Regions from separate parts of the Ovis aries genome. Here region 1 is linked to region 2. The links are chromatin contacts, called in public Hi-C maps. All regions are on one chromosome and are shown on one strand. Each heading gives the region's core, a stretch centred on a gene start, on an enhancer-like site or on the middle of the called end of the contact. The rest is flanking DNA. Distances are from core to core; before and after follow the strand shown.

Evidence for each region. A called contact is a pair of places that touch in the nucleus more often than the background predicts.
Region 1: a contact with region 2 is called in a Hi-C map of skin fibroblasts, with 2.3 times the contacts expected there. The contact joins the enhancer-like site here to the promoter of SLC4A4 in region 2. A contact is called at or near these places in 2 of 16 Hi-C or Micro-C datasets (skin fibroblasts and tail adipose tissue).

The regions. Positions count from the first base shown.
Region 1 is chr6:87,268,770-87,273,961 of ARS-UI_Ramb_v3.0, forward strand. The region is part of intron 3 of SLC4A4 (solute carrier family 4 member 4); the gene reads left to right. Among named protein-coding and RNA genes, the nearest start is that of SLC4A4, 91 kb to the left of the region's middle. Within about 2 kb of position 3,447, at least 3 of the 54 cell types and tissues checked have an H3K27ac peak or open chromatin away from gene starts, as enhancers often do.
Region 2 is chr6:87,176,751-87,182,099 of ARS-UI_Ramb_v3.0, forward strand. SLC4A4 (solute carrier family 4 member 4) reads left to right here and starts at 3,998. Exons shown (of 25, transcript XM_060417186.1): 1 at 3,998-4,608.

The sequences.
Region 1 (5,192 bases), core at 2,197-4,696, 91 kb after region 2:
TAATAATAATAATAACAAACCCTTCCAATGCTCCTCATTACTGAAAACAGTTTCCTAACTTGTGCTCCTTAGACATTTAAAAAGAGATTGAGACTGTAATGGAGTTTACTCTGCTTCTGCAGGTCTTAAAGAGTGCATTTATACATGTTAGAATGGCATTCTTCATGTAACTCCTGTGGCAAGTATTTTAACATACTCCATATATGTACATGATACTATGTGTCCTGATACTTAGACCTGAGGTGGTTTGAGTATTGATTCACTTCTTTAATTCAGGTGTGTGTCGTCTCTCCAACGATATCATTAGAGCCCCGCTGGCAGGAGCAATATCTCATATTTAATTTGAGTCACGTTTTGAAGTAGCATATCCTTTGAGTGGGTATACAAGTAAAATGTCCAGAAATGATCAATTCAGTTAAAATATTCTGCTCTGTCTGCAAAAATAAAAACTGAAGAGAAAAGTTTAATATTAACAACTATCTTCGTTTAAAAAAATGCTATTTTTCCCAACCTAAATCTTATTCAAATGTGAATAAAATAGAAATCACTGGAATTGTGTGGTAGAGTGAGTTGAACAATAGTGACACAAAAAGAGAGAAGGCCAGGAAAATTATTTTTACTCATGCTGTATAGTTCTGCAACTTTGCTTTAAAATGACTAATTATCACATAAAAAATATAAATTGTTCATATTTTCAAAACAGAAATAAAAAGTGCTACCCTGCATATACTTTCTCTCATGAGAAAATATTAAAATGTGTGAAGATATGCATGTCAGTGCAAGAATGCAAAATGTTATTTAAGATGGCATTTCACTAAAGAACTGTATTAGCATGTTGAGTTGGAGTAAGCTTCCCTCTGCATAAGACTATTTGGGGTACATATTTCACGTTGCTGAGTGAGGATAGTATATAAAAGAGGTTACTGATGATAGTGAGATTTGTTAATCAGTTTATGTCACCAAGGCTGTTTGTGGAGTGTCTTACATGGAGAATTTTAAGAATTGTTTATGTATGTTTATCATGGATAAACAGATTAATCTGTGTTGCTGCAGAGATGAACTTAGGTGACCTTTGTACATCCTTCTCAGAATTATGATGTAATGGTTTTGAAACAAGAATGTCCCTGAAATTTTTTATTCTTTCGCTATTTGCCAATTAAGCCAAATTCCTTTTTTTTTTTTTTTTTTTTTTAAAAAAAAAGCAGAGTGTATTCAGTACCCTTAGGAGTTACTTTTGGTAGTGGTGTTACTGTGTTCCAGCAATCTGTATTAAAATTATCCTTTGTCAGTTACCAAAATTTTAACACAGAGGCCACAGAGAAATTACATTTAGTTGATTCTGCTTCATTTACGAGGTTTGGGGAAGGAATAACTTAGGTGTAATGGAAAATGTGACTTCTGGATGCAGATTTACAGGAAACATGCCGACTGTATAGCTGGCTGTGTTTGTTCAAAACTGAAGTTGTTTTCAGAAAAAAATAGGCTGATTTCTGTTACCAAGTCATGGGAATAGCAATTTCTGTAACTAGAAATTCGCTGCAGATTCGTCTAGTATCCAGAATGCATGCATGAACAGCTTATAAAATCCTAGGTCAGTTCTTTGACTCTGCTTTGTTATTTCTTGTGAAATTGCTGAATTCCCCAAATGAACAAAAACCAAGGAAACAAACAAGCAGAAAATTTCAGAGAGATTTTTGGATTATTTTTTTATTGATGTCCACACCCAGAGATGGCTAATATTCTCCCTTGTTCCTCCAATTCGTAAATATAGATTTTGAACAAAAGTTACTATGGTTAATAAGAACTGAAGGTAGATAACTGGTGTTCTACTGGCCACTCATTTAGATCAAATGCTAATCAAAGTTTTCTAAAGTACGTGAGAAGTGTGTGGCTAAAGGAAACTTTTCCTGAGTTGCTTGCTTGCTTAAACCAAACTTGGAAGATTTATAGATTTTTTTTTTCCCGCTATCAAATGGACTGGAAAATGTGTATGCCACATTCTCTTTAAGTTCCTTTTATTCTATTGTTTTCTGATTCTTTCTGATATTTGTAAAAACACCTAAGTGATGAATATAATGGGATAAATGTCAGGATCTTTGCATTGCATATTCTTTGTGTACAGTAGAAGTGACAGAGAGGCTTTCCTTGTCTGGCAGGTGGGTAAAATGTTCTGCCTTTACGTGTGAAAATGGGGAATTTGAATAGAAGGCTTGTACTAGCTTGGATGAAAAAGAGATCAATCAAGGGCAACGTATTAGTAGAAAAACCAACCTGAAGCTTGTATTTATTATAAGTAACAATTGATTTTTTAAAATGTCATTGAATTCTACATTTTGGCGAGTGCGGGGGGCAGGGGGTCACACAGGAGAAAAGTACATGAATGGCACTGAAGGTAAGAAGGTAGAAAAGTGTTAGCCGCTCAGTTGTGTCCGATTCTTTGTAGTCCGTGAACCGTAGTCCACCAGGCTCCTCTGACCATGGAATTATCCAGGCAGTAATACCGGCATGTGTTGCCATTCCCTTCTACAGGGGATCTTCCCGACCTGGGATTGAACCCTGGTCTCCTGCATTGCAGGCAGATTCTTTGCCATCTGGGCCACTAGGGAAGCCCAAGGAGAGAGAGGAGATGACCAGTTCTGAGAACGAGAGACTGTGGAGGGATCCTGACTGTTGAGAAAGACAGTGAGACCAAAGAACAGAAAAATCACTGGGTGAGTGGCAGAGGCTAGCTTCTCACCCCTCAAAATAGAACCACATTTCTTAGCAGGACCAGATCTCTAACGCTGTCCTCAGACAAGTTTCAAGTGGCCTCTGCCTGTTTTATCTTTAATCCCCCAAGGGATAGTTTTTCAACCATGATTCTCTAGCTTCTTTTCATTCTTCTGTTTACATTACCTCTTTGTATTGGTTTTGGAGTCCTCCCTAAGAGATGTTCCTTCTGTCAGAAACTTGGGTCTTAATAGACCTTTTCTTAATACTTGTTTATTATCACTTTTTAAAAAAATTCCAGAACACTAAAGTATAAATAACCATATTTAGCATTCTGAAAAATTCTTCTGGTTATTAATCTCTAAGATTTCTAGTAGGCCATTTAAGATAGCTACAATTCAACTTATGTTCCTTATAGGAGATTACCCCCAGGATTTGTTCAGCCATGAGATAAAGCTGGGGAAAGTACTTTCTACAAGGCTGCCCTGAGTGTTCACATCTAATCCAAGACTGGTCCCTTAGTAATCTGCCTGATGACAGTGGAAATTCAGTGAGGCAATGGGACTTTTTTGGAAGACAGCTGGATCTAGGGGAATTTTTGTAAGCAATGAACCATTCTTTAATTGAAACCACTGGATGTGGTTAGTAGTTTATTTTAAAAACACCATATGTTAGTTCATTCCTATATACTGTAACAATTGTAGTTGACATTTCAGTTTAGTCCCGTTCATGAAAGAGTGGCTCACTTCCTTGAAATCCTGATCTCTGTGCCAAATGCCAGCACATTCACAATTACAGTTTGGCTTTTAGGCCATTGTGCAACTTTTTTTTTTTTTTTTGAGTATGTGGTAGGTTTTTATTTATTTTTGTCACTTTCACTAATTTCTCATATTCTTAAATGAAAAAATGTTTTCTCAGCCTTTTGTTTGTTAAACAGTAACTTTTACTCCTTTCTCCATAGTTCCCCTGAGAGGAAATAAGCTAATGTAACTTTTTTTTTCTTTTTTTGACTCTCCTTTTTGGCCAGAAAGTCAAGCTAATGCATGATCTCATTGAGACATGATCTCTGTATGAACCATAAGCTAGTAAGCTTGTCATCATCCTTCATGGTTCTGGGGCAGACACCCCACGAGCCACCGCAACAGGGTGAGAGGAGAGATGCAGTCAGATCCCTGAGTCTCAGTGCAGTGCAATGCAAGTCAATTCAATTTAATCCATTTTGATTCAGTCCAAGAAATATTTTGTTGTTGTTGTTCAGCCGCTCAGTCGTGTCTGACTCTTTGCGACCCCATGGTCCACAGCACCCAGGCTTCTCTGTCCTTCACCATCTCCTGGAGTTTGCTCAATGTCTGTTGAGTTGGTGATACCATCCAACTATCTTGTCCTTTGTCGTCCCCTTCTCCTCTTTCCCTCAATCTTTCCTATCATCAAGGTCTTTTCTAATGAGCTGGCTCTTCACATCAGGTGGCCAGAGTATTGAAGCTTCACCATCATCAGTCCTTCCAGTGAATATTCAGGGTTGATTTCCTTCAGGATTGACTGGTTTGATCTTCTTGCAGTCCACGGTACTCTCAAGCATCTTTTCCAACATCACAGTTCAAAAGAAATATTTAGAGAGTACTTTTTCTTTTCAGGCATAGACCTGGGCACCGGGCCTGCAGAGATGAAAATTGAAACCTGACAGTTTAGTGGAAAAAATGACACAATTCAAATTGCAGAGACTATGACAAGTACTATAGTAGAGCTATACATGAGGTGATATGAGGGCATCAAGGAAAATGTCTAGGTTTGACATGGGGAGTAGGAAAAGGCATCACAGAGAAAGGAGCATTTGAGTTGAGCCTTGGAGCAACCGGAGTGTCTGGAGGGGAGGGGAGGGGAGTGAGGAGCTGGTGAGATTTCATTGCTTCTTCACCTAGCAGTGGACCAGCACAGAGGGTGAGCAAACTGAGGGGCTTCTACCAAAAGATCCTTTCCCCCTTTAGAAGGAAAGAATGTGGTCATTATATTTCTGTAGTTAAACAACCATATGGGACTTCCCTGGGGGTCCAGTGGTTAATAGTCCACACTTCCACTGAAGGGGGCACAGGTTCAATATCTGGTCAGGGAACTAAGATCCCACATGCTGCATGATGGGGCCAGACAAACAAAAACCAGATGGAAAGAACAACCATAGAAGTACATTTTAGGAGACTCTGCTTGGTAGCCTGCCTAGTATATATTCTCCTTTTCTTCTTTCTCCTCAAAACGCCAATTTTGTTCATGACAGCAGTGTGGCAGCTGAAAACATAGATTTCCCAGGGTCCCTTGAGGTAGAGACTAAGCCATGTGACTTAGTCCTGACCAATGAGATGTAAGCTTAGGTGAACTGGGTGGTGCTTGGAGAAATGCATGTTTCTTAATGGAAAGGGATAGGTGACTGACACTTATTTTAATAAATATTAGTGAGTGAATATTTTAGTTCCATTATTTACTCCATAAAT
Region 2 (5,349 bases), core at 2,748-5,247:
AGAACCTTAATATTTGATGTTAGGTACATGTTTTAAAAATGACAATTGGATATGGTTGAGAGATTAGCAGTTTAAGCTGTGAAGCAACTTATGACACATTTAACCAAATAAAATTATTTTCCCTAGCTCGTGCCATGCTGACAGCTTACAAAAAGTGTTCACCTTTCTTTACTCCTCATAAAAAGGGACTACAGTTATTTTTAAACTTTGAATCTGAAGGAGGAAATATAGATTGTAAATTAAGGTTGGCTGAATTTATTCAGCCTGAATTTATTCAGGAATTTGCCAGCCTGAATATGTAATTTCTAGAGTGTGAATGAAGCAAAAATGAAGTTTCTAAGTGATCTCTTTGTCTTTCTCTCTTTGTCTATATCTTCAGTTTCATCCCTGACTAGTCCCAGGATGGAAAGACAAGTGATTTTCTCTCTCCTTACTCTTATATCCTGAAATGGTTAACGAAACTGATTCCAGGTTGGCTACTTCAATGATCATTCGATGGCAATATTGTTTAATGACAGAATAACTATAAGTCAAAATACTAGCACAAAGAAAAATACCTATTCTATATGGCAAGATTTTTGTCAGACATTTACTAATGAGCCATATATTTTAAAAAAAGCTGATAATGAGAAACATTACTGATCATTCTTTGAAGTTTGTAATCTATACTGTCTCCTTCTGTTTAGGGCCCCAAATAAGATGTGTTTGAATGTTGCAATTTTGTGTAACTCAGGGGTAAGCATTCATTGATATCTTTTATCCTTTTTTCTTTTGTAAAATAGTATAATAAAAACCCTGAAATAATAGTTATATTTATGGGCTCTGCTATTTGTGAACAAAATCCTTTATAGATAATATTCAGTGACGAGCCATCACTCTCTCTGATTTTACAAGGAGGAAACTTAAATACAGAAGTCTTTAAGTGAAAAAAAAAAAACACAACACTGAGGTCTTTATAAAGAGGTGTGACTATACGAAGTTACACAAAGACTGAGAAAACTTTTAGTGGCAATAATGCTACCTGCAGGTCAGATTTGTAGCCTAATTCTTTGAATAATCATCTTGGGGTCCATTCGTTGTATTAGTGTTCTACGTACAAACTTCTTGCTTTAGAATCAAAGAGAACCATGCTTCTTCAAGACCAGGGATGTTTGAACCACCTATTCAAAACCTTTCATCCTCATTCTTGCTGGGGGCATCATGCAGACACGAGGCTTCATCATCTGCTGCCACTAGATGGTGCCTGTCATTGACACAAAGGTTCTTCTTCCCATCTTTGTTTCCTTTAGGTGCCTATAAGGACCTTGGATGATATCAAAGAAACTTGATAAGCTAAAATAGTGGTTTAGTATCCTAGAGGGTCATTTAGCAGAGAGAGGTATTTATTAAACAAATAAATCATTATCAGTACAGATTACTTATACTGTTTTTCTAATTCCATTCATTTTTTCTGTTCATTTTTCTTGTCACCAAGCTGTGTGAACACCAATATGAAATGAACAAATAAAGCTTTCTTTGGGCTCATGAGAATCAAGGGACGTAGCGTGTTTTAGGATTGGTGAAATTCATTGTCCTAGCTCTGAACTGGAGAAGGAAATGGCAACCCACTCTGGTACCCTTGACTAGAAAATTCCTTGAGTGGAGGAGCCTAGTGGGCTACAGTCCATGGGGTCGCAAAGAGTCCGACAACTGAGCCACTTCACTTTCACTTTTTTCAGCTCTGAATAGCAATAGCAAAGGTGACCACACGCAGAGATAACGAGAAAAGTTAATCAATGACCTTTCAAAAGAAAAACACATGCATCTCAATTACTGGACAATAGTCAATAGGAAAGGAAATGGAACCTGCGCTTTTAATTGTGGGATAGCAAACATCAAGTAATGAGAATGATAACAGGTTGCTGGCTTTTTGCCAAAGACAACTCTTTTTCTCATTAATATAAGGGACACACAACCCCTCACCCCATAGTGCTCTAATTCTCTCTCTGCATCCCACCCCACTCTCCAACTTTATACTCCTTTCAGGGTAAAATTTTGTCCATCTTGATAGAAAAATGCCTTTAAGGGTTACTTTTTTGGTTTGTGTAAAGGCCAGTTTGATGGATTTTGCAGCAGAATATTGGAAAATGTAAGTTTCTTGGACTTTTCCTTTCCCAAACAGTCACTAACACTGACCATTCATGGCTGGTTCACGATGATAATGAGAAATTGCCAGCTATGTTGAAATACATAATCCACAGTGTGAAAAAACTGCTGAACAGCAATGGCAAATTCTTAATACAAAAGTGGCTTCTCTTTTCCTGTGAGCTTACTTTGGGGTTGCTGATTCTTGCTAACTGTGTGCTCAGGGACTGAAAGTTAATTTTAACATTAGTCTAAAAACAAAGTATAGTTATGTAGGCAAAATCTTTACATTAAAAAAAAACAACTTGAATTTCCCACGTTATTGCAGTGGGTCATGTAAGCTGTGTGAGCATTGAGGTAACAACAGCCAGACACACGACATTAATGCATTTCAATTTTAGACATTAGATAGTTTCTGGTCATCCCAGAGTCTCCTGAGCACTAACCAAGGATTTTAAACACACTAGGTTATTTTTTTTAAAGGTGCAAGTATATACCTGTTTTGCCAGCATTGGTGAGGTACAGTAAATAATATGTCTATTCCAGTTTTAAATACTAGAAAGAAGACTTTTGTCTCCAACTTATTTTCCTCCAGATTTTTTTTTTCCCCACTAGGGGTCTTATTTAATTATAGGTTAGTACTGAAGAAAGGGCTTCCCTTGTGGCTCAGCTGGTAAAGAATCCGCCCGCAATGCGGGACACCTGGGTTCGATTCCCAGGTTGGGAGGAGCCCCTGGAGAAAAGACGGCTACCCACTCCAGTATTCTGGGCTGGAGAATTCCATGGACTGTATAGTCCATGGGGTCGCAAAGAGTCAGACACGACTGAGCGACTTTTACTTGCTATTGAAGAAAGAATTTGGAAACAAATCTTTGGTGGAGGTAGTCAGCATGTGACATTATTTCTCTAGGGTTTTAGGTGTTCCAGTGGTTACCCTCAGAGATGCAGTTTGGTCAGTGACTTCCACATGTATATTAAATATATAACATGTATTAATAGGAAATGCACATGGGCTTATATCATATACTGTGTGGCTCAAATCCATTAAGTGGCTCCTCTCTAGCAGTATCCGGAACATTAGACGGTGTCAGTGCCGACAGTCTGTTCATATATTTATGGTCTACTTAACTGATCAAAATGGGGCTGGGTCATTGATATATTATTAGTAGTATTATTTGCTTGGCAAAGAGGACTTAAACCTCTATTAGCCTTAGAAACAGAGTAAATACAATAATCCATTTATATCCTCAAGAAACTCCCTTGGATGACTAAAGATGCTTTCCAAACTGGTTGAGGAAGACAGAAGTCATCAGTGACAAGCGAAGGACAAGGCTGACAGCAGCGCTCTCCCCAGACATCCTGTGCTAGAGGTGAACGACAACTTCACACAGTGAGCTGGCAGCGCGCTCTCTACCTGTTTCCCTCCACTTTAATAAAAGTAGCTTCAAGAGTGATCTGTCCCAGTCACTTCAGTTCTGCAAGAGAGAGCAAGCTCTCCCTGGCGAGGAACTCTTGTAAACCGGACAAAAAGCTGGGACTTAGCCGGCTCAGGGCACAACAGAGAGACAGAGAGACAGACAGAGACAGACAGAGTCAGAGAGAGAGAGAGAGAGAGAGAATCCAGGGAAGCGGAGGCGGCGGGTCAGGAGCCGGGTCTTCGGTCAGTTCCAGCCGGACGCGGCGCCCAGAGCCCGGGCCCCCGGGGGCGGTGCGGCCCGAGGCCCCTCCCCGCCGCCGCGATGCCCCGGCTGGTGACGCCGAGCGGCGGCCCGGAGCGGTGGGGGCCGGGCGGGCGGGCGCGAGCGAGGGCAGGGCCGGGGGGCCGGCCGAGGCCAGTCGCGGCTTTAAATATGGATCGCGGGCTCGCGCTCGTGGCACAGCCTCCGCCACCGCCGCCCTCCCGATCCACCCCCCTCCCCGGGCTCGCTCCCGAGGGGCGTCCGGGCCGGGCGCCGCCGCTGCGGTGGTAGTTACCGGCAGGAACCTCGGCGATCCCCATGAATATGCAGGAGCTGCAGAAGGCAAAGTAGAGTAGACGCCCCGCGCTCTCACACACTCACCCGCCACGCACCACGCGGGCCGTGTAGACATCTGCCCCCGCGCCCGCTCTCTCCCCTCTTTCAGGGTCCAGTCCCGCCGGCTCCGGAGACCCTCCCGCCCCCGCGCCCTCGCCCCGTCCTCGCCTCCCCCCGCCCCGGAGCGCGCACCCACCCGGACGGCTAAGTTGTGACTACTTGGGCGGGGGTGTCTCGAGCCCCGCGCCTCGCGCCGACAACTTCCCGCGGTTCGGCCCCGCCGCGCCCCGGGCCCGCGCCTCCCGGGATCCCGCGGGCTCCCGGCTTCCAGCCCCGGCGGCGCGCCGGGCAGCGCTTCGGCGGCGGCGGCAGCAGCGGCGGTGGCAGCGAAGGCGGCGGCGGCAGCGGTTGCTGCAGCCCCACACTCAACCGCCAAACTGGACGAGCGACGGAAGCCGGACCCCAGGAGGTGAGCACCCGGCCGGGGCCGGGGAAGGAGGGTCAGCTCGGGGCAGGTCCTGGAGGGGGCGCGGGCGGCCTGGGCGCGCGCGGGGAGCGAGCGAGCGAGCGCGAGAGAGAGGTCAGTTGCGGGCCGGGCATCTTCGGGGGCTGGGCGCCCGGCGGAGTGTGGAAGCAGATACCGCAGAAAAGTACTTTTTTCTTCTTAGCGTTAGAGGGGGACGTTGGATGATCCTGCTGCACCCGCATGGTCAAGCCCTCCCCTTCCCCGACACCCCTCCGCGGCGCTCACCTGGCGTGCCTGCCCGGACTGTGGGGCCACTGTATCCCGGGGGCTGGGCTCCGGCGCAGGACACGTGTGTTCCTGCCTGGGTGAGCTTTGGTGGCCCCAGCGTGGACGGGCACCTGCCGGAGAGGGAGACATCCCCAAACACGCTCGCGGGGGAGGCCGGGGGATGGGGGCAGGGGACTTTCGGTGCCACCGGGACCTCACTGCCAGCCCGGAGACCGATCATTCACATCTCCCCCTGGCACGCCGAAAGCGGGGGTGAGTCAGGCAGATTCTCTGCAAGTGGCACACACATACACTTCTTTGCAATGGATTTGGAAAGGGGAGGTTAAACTGGAATTTCTCTTGGCCGGCGACAGTGAAGCTCTTCCTCAGGTACTGGGCACATGTGCGTCTTGGCAAGAGAAGGTGATTTCTTCTTTCTTAAGTGCATTTTACCCAGCCTTTGCCAGTCCGCTAATA